Regions from separate parts of the Mus musculus genome. Here regions 1 and 3 are each linked to region 2. The links are chromatin contacts, called in public promoter capture Hi-C maps. All regions are on one chromosome and are shown on one strand. Each heading gives the region's core, a stretch centred on a gene start, on an enhancer-like site or on the middle of the called end of the contact. The rest is flanking DNA. Distances are from core to core; before and after follow the strand shown. Region 1 holds the start of Btf3l4 (basic transcription factor 3-like 4). Region 2 holds the start of Pars2 (prolyl-tRNA synthetase (mitochondrial)(putative)). Region 3 holds the start of Nrd1 (nardilysin, N-arginine dibasic convertase, NRD convertase 1).

What was found. Promoter capture Hi-C pulls out the DNA fragments that hold promoters and counts their contacts.
Region 1: a promoter capture Hi-C map of pre-B cells shows a contact between it and region 2, with 2.5 times the contacts expected there. The contact joins the promoter of Btf3l4 here to the promoter of Pars2 in region 2. A contact is called at or near these places in 2 of 39 promoter capture datasets (liver and pre-B cells).
Region 3: a contact with region 2 is called in a promoter capture Hi-C map of pre-B cells, with 3 times the contacts expected there. The contact joins the promoter of Nrd1 here to the promoter of Pars2 in region 2. A contact is called at or near these places in 2 of 39 promoter capture datasets (liver and pre-B cells).

What each region holds. Positions count from the first base shown.
Region 1 is chr4:108,832,349-108,835,339 of GRCm38.p6, reverse strand. It overlaps Btf3l4 (basic transcription factor 3-like 4), which reads left to right and starts at 1,700. Exons shown (of 6, transcript NM_027453.3): 1 at 1,700-1,832. It overlaps Txndc12 (thioredoxin domain containing 12 (endoplasmic reticulum)), which reads right to left and starts at 662. Exons shown (of 7, transcript NM_025334.3): 1 at 484-662. The coding sequence starts at 574.
Region 2 is chr4:106,649,330-106,652,393 of GRCm38.p6, reverse strand. It overlaps Pars2 (prolyl-tRNA synthetase (mitochondrial)(putative)), which reads right to left and starts at 1,325. Exons shown (of 2, transcript NM_172272.2): 1 at 1,263-1,325.
Region 3 is chr4:108,999,237-109,002,696 of GRCm38.p6, reverse strand. Nrd1 (nardilysin, N-arginine dibasic convertase, NRD convertase 1) reads right to left here and starts at 2,042. Exons shown (of 31, transcript NM_146150.3): 1 at 1,533-2,042. The coding sequence starts at 1,864.

The sequences.
Region 1 (2,991 bases), core at 451-2,950, 2.2 Mb before region 2:
TTTCATTTGCTCTTTTTTCTGCATCTCTTGGGGGAATAGGGAACCGGGTCTTGGGGGTACGGGGGAACGTGGTGAGGAATCTTCAGACTCAAGCGACCACTACAGGTCACCAGCGACCCTTTTTCTTCTGGCGGAAAGGTGACGGTTCCTGAGGGCTTCCCAAGCGACCTATTTCTTCTGGCGGGAAGGTGACGGTTCCTGGAGGCGTCCCAAGCGCCTAACATGACACATGAATGGACTCTTAAACAACCTAGTCCTAATTTAAGGGCCATATCTTCTCAATCCCAAGAATTAAGAGCGCCCTCAAGTACAACTTCCTTCTCTTAAACCCTCTCCCGGACCTGGTACTCCTGACCCCGAGAAATCCACAAAAGCAGTTGGGGAAGATAAAAAGGAATCTAAAGTGGCCTAAGATACAGTGAGAAAATAAAGTGTTAAGAAGGCCCGGGGTCCGTAAAGATTACGGTAAGAATGAGGTCTGACCCTTTCCAAGCCCAGTGCGTCCGTCTGAAGAAGTGATGAGGAGCAGGAAACTGAAGCTCAGCAAACAGGTGGCCCCGAAACGAAGCGACATCTCCACGGTGGTAGTTGCACAGAGCCACCGGATTGAGGGAACAGGATTTCCAGCAGAAGCTCCGCTCTGCCCCCTTATCGCCGTTCAGCCCAACCCCTCGGATTCCCAGATTTTTTTTTTTTTTTTTTTTTCCTAGCCAAACACTGAAGGAAGTGATGTTAGACGGATGTGGGCGGTGCCTCGAGGGTCCGCTTTGGAATGGAGTAAGTTTAAAGGTGCAGATCACGTAGAAGGATGTGGGAGTACATCTCGAGTTTGCTTTCCCTAAGTCCTTGATATCCAGGCTTAAAGAAACAGCCGGATGAGGTGGCCCGAATTGGTGAGGGCTGGGGAAAGGTTCAGGAAAACCGTTGTTAATTACGTCTGACCTCTAGCCTAGCCCCTCCCTCCAATGGACCACTACACTAAATATTCAAAATGCAAATTATTATCTTTGAGATCAGCCTATCACAACAGAGGGCTTGGAATTTCCCGCCCCCTCGCACAAGTTAAAAATACTGGACAACAGCATTTCATTGTTAGATTTCTGTTTGGGATTCCAAAGAGACTCGGTAAGCCCGTTTCGCTGTGCACGCGTCTGTGTCTTGCAGGCAAGCACTTTGGAGAAGCGCTGGACCCTTCCCCCCACCCCCACTCGCATTCGCAGGACTTCCACTCAGGCATGATGCAACCAACTGACATAAGGTCCAAGAAAACCATGCTTGGGGCCTTTTATTGCACAACTGAAGAGGTAGTCCGAGGGAACTGGGACATAAGTCATCTCAAGCACGTAAAGTGTAAAGCTTCTTTCCGTTAAGTCTGTTGCTTTTTGTATTGGGTCGAGTTACTACCTAACAAGTCAACTGCCGACTTTCCCTCCTGATGAGAGTCCATTAGAGCTCAATGCTTAGTGAAGGACATCCAAGGTGTACAACCCGAACTAGACCCCACACCACCCTTCTGTTAAATCCAAGACAAAAGGTAAGCGCAGACACAATGGGACGCCAAGGGGACCGCCGCCTCCTCCAGGAAGCAGCCCGGCCGCCAATCAGAATAGTGAGGTGCGCGAGGCATGCTGGGCTTTGTAGTCGGGAGGCAGGCGCGCAGTTGCCGTACCCACCCCCACCCCGCCTCCCTCCCGCGGTCGAGGCGGGGCCGTGCGTCACGTGGGCCTCTCCCGCCGCCGCCGCCGCTGCCGCCGCGGTCTTTCTCTGTCTCAGCTGAGGCAGCCATCTTGCTCTTGCCGCGTGCTGGTGTTGGAGGACCCTCCCCGCTGCAGGTGAGACCCCCGGCGGGCCCGCCACCCCACGGCCTCCGGCCGCTGCGCACGGTCTCCCCCCGCCCTCCCCTCTCGACACCCGCCGTCCGCTCCGGCTGCCACTTCCGCCGTGGCGCGGCGAGTGGGGGCGGAGGCGGCCGGCCGGGCCTGTCGGTTACGGGCGGCGCAGCTGGGGGTCGGCACCTGAGGGAAGGTCCCCAGCACCACCGCCCGCTGTGGAGGAGCCGGGCCCGGGCTCTGGCCGCTCAGGTCCAGACCCAGGAGGGTAGAACCCTCCTCGTCCATCACTCATTATTCACAACAACAGTGTCAGACGCTTTGAGCAGCAGATCTGTTGTCATCTCTTTTGCTCCTCCCAAACTGAGGTTAGCACCCGGCCACCAAGCTCTTGGGGCCGAACTAGGTTGCAGCGCTCTTCACTTTGTAATAGAAGTGCTTGTTTACAAGTCTCTCTTAATTTTGAGACAGTTACCTATCCTTATAACCTCTTCACACTGCCTGATGATTGATCGCCAGGCACAGTGTTACACAGCTGGTGAATGGCGGTTTCAACTTCCGTTCCCACGTTCTTTCATTATACCTAATTAGTGGCCCTCTGGAAGAATGGTAACAATAGTTACCAACTACTGAGTGTCTTACCTGAACTTGATAATCTATGCTTTAGCCTTCAACTCAGTAAAGTATGCGATGGTATACTTTTTTTAATGCGGGAGAAACAAACACAAGTACAAAGAACCTAAATACCTTTCCAAAGCCCTAAGTGGTAAAACCTCACATAAAAAGTCAGGGCTGAAAATTCAAATTATTTTTATCTTTGTAAACATGATTAAAGTACTTGGATGCTTATAATTTGGGCATCCAATAAATATTGATTCATCTCTGTATACTCTTTTTGGAAGTCCTTGAGAAAAGTGCAGAAAGGATTCGTGGATATTCACTCAGTGATCATGTGGCCCTTGAAAGTCATTTCTCCCTTTGGGACACAGAGAGGAACTTTCCAGGCCTTCCAGGCAGCTAACAATTTTGTTTATAATTTATGCCCTGCTGCACTAACAGGTATCTGAGATGACCTCACACTTGAAACAAGAATGACAGGTACATTAAAGATATTAAGTAGGGATTAAACCAGGTGACCTTTTAGGTCTCAGGCTGAGTCTAA
Region 2 (3,064 bases), core at 76-2,575:
TCCCTACTAAGTCAGTATTGCTAGGCGCTGAGGCATATTTGTAATCCCAGCACTTGGGAGCCAGAGGTAAGAGAATCAGCTAGGTTTGCACATCTGAGTTCCAGGACATCGGAGGAAATGAAAATCTGCCGCAACAAAAAAGTCAATATTGTTTTAACTGCTCCTCTCACCCACCACACATTCCTGGTCAGTTTGCATCTTCACTGTCCAAACTGTTGAATTTCTGACCTATATATTCTCCCATCTTTGGAGAACATAGTACACGCTATTTGAAACTTAGTGAGGCAGAATCTCTTCAGACAATGGTGCCCCTGCAGATCTGAGTATCACCCTGCAAAGCACCCTCTGGCCAAACCAGAAACCTGCCCTCATCTACTCTGCTCCACAGTACTGTCACAGTTTTTAGTCCTCTGGCCCAGCCTGCTCCACCTGACCAGCCTGCACCTCAGTTCAAGATACCATCATCCGTGACTGTTAAAACAGTCTCTACTGGCCTCCTTGCATTCCTTACACTTTCAACTTAACACAGGCATTGGTAATGACAGTTTCTTGCTGCCTTTCGAGTGTACCGCAGATCTCACCTGTAAGAGGCCTTTTCCCTGCCTTCGCCCTATTTCAGGTACACAGTACATGAACACACACACGATCCAGTCAGGAAAACTGCACACAGTGTGCTTGCAATGCCTAGTGCCCTAAAGGTTTGTGTATTATGATGCCCAATTCATAGGCTCTGAGATGGATCATAGGGTCATAGGCTCTGATTTGTGTCAGGTGACATCAAAAGGCCCATGGCCATTCTGGATTGCGGGAATTTGCCTCCAAATACCACCAACGTCAGCGCAGCATACAACAGCGATGAAACTTCCAACCCCTGCTCTATCTTGGCCTTTACGAGGAGTGAGCGTACTGCGGTCACTTCATTCCTCTTTAGAACCCTAAGGCGGCTGAGCCACCAGGTCATCCCCGGGACCGGTCCAAAATGGGCCCTTTTAGGAACTCTGTGCCTCTAAGTAAGGGCCACGCAAGGATAACTAGGGCGGAAGTGTTGCTCTCAAACAGCGGGGGTGGAGATGGGGAAAGGTGAACTGCAACCGAGCACACGACTATCCAATAGCCTGTGGCGACTGAGAGGATGCACGCGAGACAGCAGACACCAGATCGTGGGTGCGCGTGCCCAGAAACTGTCCCTAGATTCGCTGGGCCCTTCCTAGCCACCCTCCAAGTCCAGCGGCCACCGATGCTCACCAGCAGCAACTCAATACCTGAGTCGGGCGCTCTTCAGTCACGCAAAGCCAGTGCGCCTGCGCCGACATGGCCGGAGCCTCGCCCCCTGTGTTTCTCACCAATCGGAAAGCCGCACTCACGGGAGGGGGCGGGATGCTCCGGTCCCACGCTCTGGAGAGAGGCTGGAGAGGTTTTCCGGAAAGCAAACCAAAGAGCCTCGCTCTCCCGCCAAGATTCCGGAAGTGCCCTCTAGGAATTAGCAAGGTTCAACTCTATGATCAAACCTTACTTTAAAGGATTTGAGTCCTGTTTTTACCGCCCACTGCTAGGCCCGGTCTATGTGGAGAGCAGGTTCATTGACAATAGCTATGTTTCAAATCTACGCTATGATTGAACAAGCCACAATTTAAATGAGTTTAAAACTATGAAACACTTGCATAAGGTCACCTGTATTACAATAGCCAAGGAAGTCTTTTTAAAAAATTTTATGAAGCAGAGATGGGGTTTAATAAAGACATTTTAATATAGGCTGAAGCACTAGGCTTAAAAGCACCAGGGGAACTGGAGAGCACGGATGTGGCTTCTCAAAGGCGAGTGTCCCTGAGTCTTGAAGATGCGACTTGAAACATTCGTTGCTGTGCTGGTTAACAACCACTGCTGTGCTTCAGAGAACCAGTGTTCGGTTCTCAGCACCCACAATCACTGAAACGCCAGCTCCAGGGAACTCCAAAACCTTCTGACCACTGAGGATACCCACCTCCACTCCCACACAAACTCACACACACATACAATGAGGCTGGGTCTTTTCTTCATTTACAAGATGTATATGTACATGGTTTACATAAGTGTGTTATGTGGTATGTTTGTATGTGTGTAGGAACACATATACACGTGTGAACTAGTGTGTGAAGGCCCAAAGCTTTCATAGGTGTTTCTCATCCATCTCTACCTTATACACTGAGGCTCTGAACCCCCTCTTCATGTTTCATGGCACCCACTTTACCTGATGAGCTGTCTCCCCAGCCCTCACAAAATAGTTTATGAATAATTACATAGTACACGCTACTGCTGCAGCTGTGGGGAAGCAGAGAATGGGGAAAACAGCTCCCAACATTCATGTTAGAAGTGATGGCCTGTAAGCTGACACAGTCAAACTTCAGCCGACCAAGTGTCTTAGTCTGCTTTCAGTGGCTGTGAGAAAGATAACAACCAAAAGCAACTTGGGGAGGAAAGGGTTTGTTTTAGCTTATGAGTTACCGTCCATCCCTGGGGTGGGGGTGGGTAGCGAGGAGTCAAGTCTCAGGACAGGAACCTGGAGACAGGAATTGAAGCAAACACCACTGAGAAATACCGCTTACTGGCTTGTTCCTCATGGCTTGCTCAGCCGGCCTTCTTGTACAACCCTGGAGCACATGTGCAAGGGTGGCACCTCCCACAATGCACTGGGCCCTCCCATGTCGGTCATTAATCAAGAAGACTGGCCTGCAGTGGAGCCTCATGGGGACAGTTTCCTAACTGAGGTTCCTCTTCCCAGATGACCCTAGCTGTGTCAAGCTGACAAAAACAAACAAACAAACAAATAAATAAAAAGCAGACAGTAGGGAAGTGGGGCAGTAAAGACTCAGAAACCAAGACAAAACCGGATTTTGATAAAATTAATTTTTAAAAATTACCACAAAAAAATCCATAGAAAGAAAAAGTAAGTTGCCGGTCAGAGGGTGTTAAATGTTCTGAAGACAATTTAACTTAAAAAAACAAAACAAAACAAAAATGGGGTAGGGAGCTGAATGGTGCATAGGGTGCCCACGGAAAGCCACCATGAGTGTGGCATTTTAGCAAA
Region 3 (3,460 bases), core at 793-3,292, 2.3 Mb before region 2:
ATCTGAATCCTCCCTCTGTAAATTTAATCATCTTTGTATGCCACCCTGGATAAAATGTTATTTGTTGCAGTATATTTAGCCAAGGTGCAGAAATGCTAGTTTGGGACCTGACACATACATTTAGTATTTGTTAAACAACTAGCAAAAAATAAGGTCAACGAATCTCTACCTGAAGCAATCAGAACAGTATCTGAGACTTAGCCATTATTAGGTAACTTTGTATGGACAGGAAAACAACAAACAAACAAACAAAAAAACCACCAACACCTGTACTGAAAATTTAACCTGGGAGGCCAAAACTAAGCAATGTTATTACCTTCAACTTGCTCACTTACAGGTTACAACTACATCTTTGGCAAGAAAAGTTATCCCTAGTTTATAAAGATATCTTGACCCTGACAAACTGACAAAAATTATACTGGGAAATTAAGCTAGTCTTGAAGCTGGGACTATGTCACTACTTTCTGGACCTGAGTGTCAGTTGTTTGTAAAACAGAAGTGGGGGGAAAGTGGAAAAGATGATCTCTAGAATTCTTTCCTTCTTTTAACACACTGCAGGCTTATAATAAGTTTGGAGCTGCAGGCTTCTAACCCAGCACATACTGCACTGGCTTTTGAGTCGGATGGGTAGTTTCATACAAGCTCCAATACTATTTAGCTGTCTAATTCTGAGTGTGTTTCAACGTCTTCAACCAGGAAAACTAAGCTGTAAGATAATAGAAACTATTTCAAATACAAGATATTTTATGAAACAAAGTAACTCTTAAGTTTATTCAGGTGGGGGATTGAGTCACCATTCATTCATTCATTACACATGATTGAAACATTGTATAAAATGGGATCTTACACGCCTACCATTCATACAACTGAGGCCCAAGATATCTCTAATACGTTTTGGAAGAAGTCATCTAGCTAAGCCATTCTAGTTGTGGCTAGCTACCCATGGTTACAAGCCACTCCATCTCAGGCTAGCTAAGAGAGGTAAACAGGAGTGATAATTACGAAAAGGGTGATGTAAAGTTCTTTTATTAAAACCACAGCATCCTTTTCGTAATTTTCACTCTGTTTTACCTCTCTTTACTCATACACCTTTGGATTGAGACTGAACAAAAATAACACACACACACACACACACACACACACACACACACACACATCTCAAATATCCTCTCCGCCAAAATTCAGAATCACTAACTGTCAAGCTTTCCTTACCAACCCTCCTCCCCTTTACCATCCATCCTGTCTTCCTCATGGAAACCTTAATTCTTGCTTTAATATAAGTCAAAAATAGCCGGGCAGTGGCGGCGGATACCTTTAATCCCAGCATTTGAGAGGCAGAGGCAAGCAGATCTCTGAGTTAAAGGCCAGCCTCGTCTACTCCAAATTGCCCTGGCCGCCTCACCCAAACACACATTTGGGATGGGAAGTAGTAACACCCTGTTGCTTCTCCGGGAGACATGGAGACCAGAAGTCACTACAGCACCAACCGAAGCCCGCACCCTGTTCTCCCCAGTCCGAGCCTCCTCCCTCACCGGTACTGCTTGGGATCGCTGGGAGACTTGATGATCTCAGGGTCCCCGACATTACTGAAAGACCGTCCCTCCTCCTCAGATTCATCCGCTCCTAGACGAGCAAGCCGGCCGCTCTCGCCCAAGTCCTGTCCATTGGGCTGCAGGTCCGGGCAACTGCAGGTGGACTTCGCCTTGTTTCTTCCAGGCATGGTCAGCGTAGGAAAGGGTTTCGATGATTCTTCGCACAGACCCCGTGCTTCGATTCGCCCCAGAGCCGTGAGCTCCCGCCCGGCCTCACACCGCAACTTCCTCCCGGTGACACAGACTGCAGCAACCGCGACTCTCCTCAGCATTCACCAGCAAGTCGTAGCGCTGGACATCCCGCTCCCCAGGCCCACCTCCTCCTCCTACACCTCCAGCCACTCCTCCTCCTCCGCGTCCCAGGGGCGACGGCGGCGGCCGGCGTTGTTGCTGCCCCAGCCGCTGGGGAGGACAGGCCTGAACCCCTCCTCCAACCCGGCCTCGCTCACACCGACTTTCTTCATCCCACCCTCCTGACAGCCGATGACGCTATGGACTCTAGCCAATCACAACGCACAACGGCCGTCACGTTTGCAGAAACAGCCAATGGGAGTAGGGGAAGCGAGAGACCAATAGAAATAGGCCGGGTTCCTGGCGCACCCAGAGAGCATTTCGAAACCTGACGTGGGCGGGGCGAAGGAAAAGAGGCGGAGGATGATGGGAGAAGTCTTGCTGCGATTGTGACGTGCGTCCGTAGCTGTTTTTAGGAAAACCGCGTAGCGCTCCGTGTCTGAGAAAATATTCCCCAGCGAGAAAACACAGAAGTGAGTCGCGATAGTGGATGCTGATCTTCTTCACCCACTTGCGGTGTATTTTTTGCACTCTATTCTTAGAGTGACTCAGCGGGTCTCTTTTTTAAAAGAGCAGAGCACCGGAAGTCTTTTCCCACCCTATCCCGAGATGGATGCAGTGCTTGTGGGTCACTAAGCACCGGAAATAACAATTGCATCTTTCCATCCTGTAGGCTGCCAAACCATTGGTGCTTTTCACGCTCCAGATCTGTTTCAATATGCTCACTCTTGTATGCGAATTGTTTATTTTTTTAAGCTTCCACACCCTGGAGTAGTCCTCAGCCTACCTTTAAGTTTGGCCAACTTTTACTGAAAAGCAAGAACATGTTAGGCTACTAACCTCAAGTAACTTTCCCAAGCTTTTTGTTTTTGTTTTTGCCAATGCTTTTGCAGCGACTGGAACAGACACAATATAAAATAAAAAGCAGTTGACCAGATAACAATAAAAAGCTGATAGACACCATTGAATGAGATCATACCACATGGAAGAGATAAACGAAATGAATATGAGTAAACAACAACAACAACAAAAAGACTTTAAGCCGATAGATACATTAGTGGTTGTCTTTCCTGCCTCTGAACCTTTGTGTGGCTGAAGATAAAGCCATACACAAAACAAATCGTTGCCGGTGTGGTAGTCCACACCTTGAATCTCAAGCACTCAGGGAGACAGAGGCAGGTGAATCTCTTTAAGTTCAGGGCCAGCCTGGTTTACAAAGCAGTTCCAAGCCAGCCATGTCTACCTACTAAGACCGTCTCAAAAACAACAAAAAATCCTTGGCTTGAAGTTTAGTTTCTTATGGGAAGAAACTGACCATAAATAATACATTAAAAAAAAAAAACAATAAATGCTAAGACTACAAAACAGGGTAGGAAGACAAAGTATTGAAGAGGATACATGAACTGGGGCAGAAGTATTTGAAAGCATTAAGATTCCGGGCAGTGGTAACGCATGCCTTTAATCCCAGCACTTGGGAGGCAGAAGCAGGTCGATTTCTGAGTTTGAGGCCAGCCTGGTCTACAGAGTGAGTTACAGGACAGCCAAGACTACACACAGAAACCCTGTCTCAAAAAATA